Linked DNA regions of Oryctolagus cuniculus: region 1 is linked to region 2. Evidence: chromatin contacts called from public Micro-C data. All regions are on one chromosome and are shown on one strand. Each heading gives the region's core, a stretch centred on a gene start, on an enhancer-like site or on the middle of the called end of the contact. The rest is flanking DNA. Distances are from core to core; before and after follow the strand shown. Region 1 overlaps MAML3 (mastermind like transcriptional coactivator 3). Region 2 holds the start of MAML3 (mastermind like transcriptional coactivator 3).

What was found. A called contact is a pair of places that touch in the nucleus more often than the background predicts.
Region 1: a contact with region 2 is called in a Micro-C map of ear pinna, with 8 times the contacts expected there. The contact joins the enhancer-like site here to the promoter of MAML3 in region 2. A contact is called at or near these places in 4 of 6 Hi-C or Micro-C datasets (ear pinna, psoas muscle, skin fibroblasts and 1 more).

Annotation. Positions count from the first base shown.
Region 1 is chr8:25,061,186-25,063,885 of mOryCun1.1, forward strand. The region is part of intron 2 of MAML3 (mastermind like transcriptional coactivator 3); the gene reads left to right. Among named protein-coding and RNA genes, the nearest start is that of MGST2, 46 kb to the right of the region's middle. Within about 2 kb of position 1,371, at least 5 of the 8 cell types and tissues checked have an H3K27ac peak or open chromatin away from gene starts, as enhancers often do. A contact at or near this core is called in ear pinna, where this site is marked.
Region 2 is chr8:24,602,368-24,605,067 of mOryCun1.1, forward strand. MAML3 (mastermind like transcriptional coactivator 3) reads left to right here and starts at 1,270. Exons shown (of 5, transcript XM_002716951.5): 1 at 1,270-2,631. The coding sequence starts at 2,176.

The DNA.
Region 1 (2,700 bases), core at 121-2,620, 460 kb after region 2:
GGTTTTCCGTGGTACTCCCCTAATACCACGCCAGGGAAAGCCTAGCGATGTCTGATGCTCCCTTAGCAAGGCGGTTACACTGGACTCGGCGGCCCCTGCCTGCGCATGCCTCCCCCAGCCTCCACTGCAGAGAGGAACTGGAGTCTTGGCCTTCCTACGAGCATCCTGGCCGTGGGCTCCGCTCCGACGTCACCGGCCGGAGCAATCCTCCAACGTCTATGCGGATTTTGTTCCAAATGCAGAATTTACAAGAGAAATCCAAGCAGCTGCGCACCAGGAGGGCACAGGGCCCAGCAGGATGCTTTGCTCTGAGGGTTTTCACCCGGAGGGCCTGCTAAAACTCCCCCAGCAGTGGGGATTCGGTAGGCCTGGGAACTTGCATTTCCAACAAGCGCCCAGGTGATGCTACAGCTGCCGGACTTCAGCCCAGCGGCGTTCCCAAATTGTCCATACAGGCTGTGAGCTTCCTTCCTGAACCACCCCACTGCACCACCCCATTCACTGCCAAGGAGGAGGAGGCCCGGGGCTCGGCCGAAGGGCCCAGCCAGCCGCCACGCAGCCTCAGCGCTGGCGGGCGTCCGCCTCGTCCCGCGGGTGGACTCGTGCCCGGCAAGCGGTCACCCTTGGTACTGGTCTGCCTTCTGAAACCGGAAACGGAGCAGTTAGCACGTTCGCGGGGGAAAAAGCCTATAGGTCCTGGGCAACATTCCGTTTGGGCTGCAGACGGATGCTGTTTCCTGTGCGTGAATGGCCTGGCCCGCCGCGGGGTGTGTGCGTGCGTGTGGGTGCGCGGGTGGGTGCGAAAGCGCAGGATTCCGATCTGGGCTCCCACGGCCTCGGGGCCCGCGCCCGGCGTCGCAGCGCCGCCTTCTTTGTTAGGGACGCCTGCTCCCGACTGCTTCCTCCGAGTCCGCCGAGGACTTGTAAGCTCACAGGGCTCCAAAATCGCGCCCCGGGGGACTTTGTACGCAAACTCCTCCATCTCCCGCAGGCATCTCGCAGGCCCTCCCGGCTCGGGCGGTGCGTGCCGGGGCTGGCGCAAAGCCACCACCGCCCCCCTCACCTCCCCCACCCCGGCCCTCGCCTCGGGAGGCAAAGAAAAGTCGGCCGTGAGTCACCAGGTCCGTGTGGGTCGCGTGGGGGTTGGAGGAGGAGGAGGAGGAGAGGGGAGCGCACCCCGAGCCGGGCGGCGGTGGGTGGAGAGAGAACTCATTTTGTGTGAAGAGGGCCTCGAGTCACCAGGGAATTCCTGGATTGTCTCGGGCTGTCGTGCGCGGTGTCCATCACGCCGCGCGAGCACCATCTGCTCGGTATTATGCTCGCAGTTGCCAGGCTACCTGCTGTACGCAGTAACACTTGACTGCCCGGCCCCGCCAGCGCCGCGGCCGCGCGCCCGCCTGATTGAGCCATCTGCGCGGGGAGGGGCGGTGCGCCGCGGCCCAGGCCGAGCTCACAGCGCCATCTGCTGGCGGCGCGGCGGCTCAGCAGCTGCGGCTCGCCAGCCTCCCCCGACCCTGAGCCGCCTGCAAAAGGCTGCAGCCCCGGGGGCGTGCTCCCCGCCGGCCGGCGCCCCCAGCTCACTCTCGCCCCGCAAGTCTTTTGTGATCCACCCTCCCCGGAGCCGGCAGCCTCTGGTTCGCCGCCAGCAGCCCCCCATCCCTCTCACCCAACCACGACGCATGTTCTTGAAGACACTTGAGAGAAAGAAAGCTTGCCCGCGCACAGATTTATAAATAAACAGCTGGCTGTTCTTGGGAGATATTTTTACCGCGGCTGGTTTTTTTGTTTGTTTGTTTTTTGTTTTTTGTTTGTTTTTTTTTTTTTTTAAGTTGGAAACCTCCTCTTTTAGGGAGGTAAGAGTGGTAGGTTATTATTATTATTATTATTATTATTTTACATCTCCCACCTCACTTTAGCCCTTGGAAAATGGCTAAGAGCTTTCCCTGGCTCTGATTTCTTGTGCCTCCCTTTATTTTGCTGAAACGTGACAGGGTCTGCAGAGAAAGGAAGATCCGCGTCGCCCCCTGGGTTGGACGGGAAGAGGCTGGGTTGAGATACCTGGGAGCACGCCAGGGAGGTCGCTGGGTAGGGAGTGGAGAACGGGCCAGTAATTAAAACTAAAAATACTGCATCATTCGGCTTCAAGGCATCGCGTTTCGCGTGACGAAGGCACAGCCTGGTTCTTTCTAATTGCACAACCCAGTGTGTGGCCTCCCCACACACAGGAGCCAGGGCTCCAAAGGCTGACAAGCGACAGCCTTCTCCCTCTGGAAGGCCTCTTGGAGGCTCAGAGAAGCTGCCTTGGGTGATGCGGTTGGTGCGGCAGCCTGGCTCCCACGGCAGGGCAGGGGGCGCGTCCTCACTGGCTCCCGTGGGAGACAGGGCCCGGGCGCGTCCTTACTGGCTCCGTGGGACGCATGGCACAGGGGGCATCCTCACTGGCTCCCATGGGACTCAAGGCACAGGGCACTTCCTCACTGGCTCCCGTGGCACGCAGGGCAAGGAGTGTGTCCTCACTGGCTCCTGTGGGAGCTGGTTCCATTGCAGGGCGGCCCTTTAACAATGCACATAGGCCCTCCTGCCCGTGGTTCCCCAGGTTTCCAGAGGGAAGCCTGAAGGCAAAAGCAGTACAAAGGCTCTCTTTGGGGAAACACCCGCTCCTGGGAGGTGGTGGCCTGCCTGTCCCAGTGGGTACGCCCT
Region 2 (2,700 bases), core at 20-2,519:
ATCCAAAGTTCTTTTATTCCTGGCTATTTTAGCAAACTGGGGTGTATTTTTACCCTAAAAACTAATTCTATAAGATTTATTGAGATAATACAAAAGGCTTTATAATTAATACCTCACAATCAAGACTCATGGCTTCCTGATGATCACAGAAACTCCAGCAGGGTCTCCATTTTACATATAAAATATTGCATAAACGCAGTGCTTTAAGTCAGGATTGGAGGATTATCTGATCCTTAGAATCAGTAACTGGAAAGATGGTTTCCCTTAATAAAATGGAAAGTCTCAATAGCTCACCGCTGTCGATATTCCATTTTAATTGTACTCGCTGTGCATTCATTGAAATAGAAAGAAATACATCCAGCAGTAAAGTAAGCCTGTTATTTTTGCTTGTTTTTGTTTTGGTCATTACAAACTGTGAAATGCTGTGTTTTTCCTATAGTTCCAGTCCATGAAATCTGCAATCTTTCCACTTGATTTACGAAGGACCCTTAATTACTGCTGTCATTAGCACCTAGTGTTCAAAACAGTCTGTTAAAATGTACTGTTAGTCTCACCTCCAAGTCCCTGCTTGCTTTATTTTAATTTTTTCCAAGGGTAAGTAAAACAATAATTGCTTTAATAACAGCAATCACTATGTACAGCGAATTAAATAATATCCCCAGTTCTTGGGTGCTTACTTCCATGCACGCAGAATTCAGTGTGTGAAGACTGGCCTAGAGTTTGAGCAAGTGTCCATAAGGCGGGTTATCGCGAGCGAGGACTTATCCCTGAGTTTTAAAACCAAGTCACTGATCTGGCTTTTTGTTTCCACATGGATGGGGATGACAGACAACGGCTGTGAAGCGTCAATGTTTCTGCCTGGTCATGCACAGTTCTGCAACATAATGCATAAATGTATAACAACAACTTGGGCTCGCTGGATACCTCGCTTGGAATAAGGAAACCCCGCCAGGCGCGCCCCCGCGGTCGGCCTTGTGCGCGAGCGCGCACACACACACACACACAAACACACAACCCCACACGCACAGGTCAAAAGTTGATTCGTTCCCGAGACCCGTCCACAGGCGTTCTTTTCCTCCTTTCCGGCAGCCCAGCCTTTCCCGGGTCAGGGAGTCGTGAGGCCGGGGGCGCCGGAGCGGCGGGGGAGGGCGAGGCGAGGCGAGCCGGGTGCCGGTGCGCGCCGCGCCCGCTCCTGCCGGGTGCGAGTCCGGGCCGGGTTTTGCGCCGTGTCCCCGGGCCTGTCTCACGGCCTGCAGCCGCCGCCGCTGCCGTGTTTACTGAGCTCGCGCGTCCTGATATCACTCCGCTGGCATGGAGGAGGAGGAGGAGGTGGAGGAGCGAGAGGAGGAGGAGGCGGCGGCGGCGGCGGCGGCGGCGGCGGCGGCGAGCGGTTGATCATTGTGATGGTGGCAGCGGCGGCGGCGGCAGCGGCAGCCCAGCCGAGCGTTAGGGGCTGCTCTCCGCGCGGCGTTCTGCAAAGGACTTCACCGATCTACTTTTGCAGCCGCCTCGGACTGTCCATGTGTTTACTTCCCCCAGCCCGAGGATTCGGTATCTAGGTTCCTGTGAAATGCAACTGAGCAGCCAAAGTACTTTGAGAACACGGGGCGGCATAAACACCAAAACTTTTTTGTGGAAGGAAAATGCAATAAGCAAGCTTGCCGTTCTCCGATGCGCGGTGGAGTGAGTGTGTGTCGCGCCTGTCCGCACAGGAGGCATAGGCTTGTGTGTGTCCATGGGGTGTGTTTTTCGGTACGTAGGGAGAAAACGCTTGCCAACCACCGGAAATCTCCTGGAATTTATTAGAAAATAATGGATTATAAAAAGAAGGCAGGAGAGGAGCGGCGCTCGCCTTGAGTTGCAACCCGATTTGCTGCTGGCTCAGTTTGTTGTGATTCTTTTTGTTGATAGGTGTCTGATGGTATTCCGATAACACCCCCCCCCCACCCCGAGCTTTACAGTTTTTTTTTAAAGGAAACAAAAAACCACCCCCAAAATCTCTCCCCTCCCTGCTTTTTTTTTTTCTTCGCCCCGTCGGGATCGCCGTTTGCATCCATGTGCTCGCGTCTCCCCCGCGTTCCACTTAAACTATTTTAATCCTTGGACCCAAGGAGGAGGCTGATCGGGGGGGTGGATAAAAAAAGTTCTTCCAAAATAGTGTGCCCGGGGAGCAGGATGGGGGATTTCGCAGCCCCCGCTGCTGCCGCGAATGGCAGTAGTATTTGCATCAACAGCAGCCTCGGCGGGGCCGGGATCGGTGTGAATAATACTCCCAATAGTACTCCCGCTGCTCCGAGTAGCAATCACCCCGCGGCCGGAGGCTGCGGCGGCGGCGGCGGCGGCGGCGGCGGCTCGGCGGCCGTCCCCAAGCACAGCACCGTGGTCGAGCGGCTCCGCCAGCGCATCGAGGGCTGCCGGCGGCACCACGTCAACTGCGAGAACAGGTACCAGCAGGCTCAGGTGGAGCAGCTGGAGCTGGAGCGCCGGGACACCGTGAGCCTCTACCAGCGGACCCTGGAGCAGAGGGCCAAGAAATCGGGCGCCGGCCCCGGCAAGCAGCAGCACCCGAGCAAACCCCAGCAAGATGCGGAGGCTGCCTCGGCGGAGCAGAGGAACCACACGCTGATCATGGTGAGGGCGCACTGGCGGCGGGCTCGGGGCGCGCGCGCGCCGGGGGTGGGGAGTGGGGGCGTGGAGCTT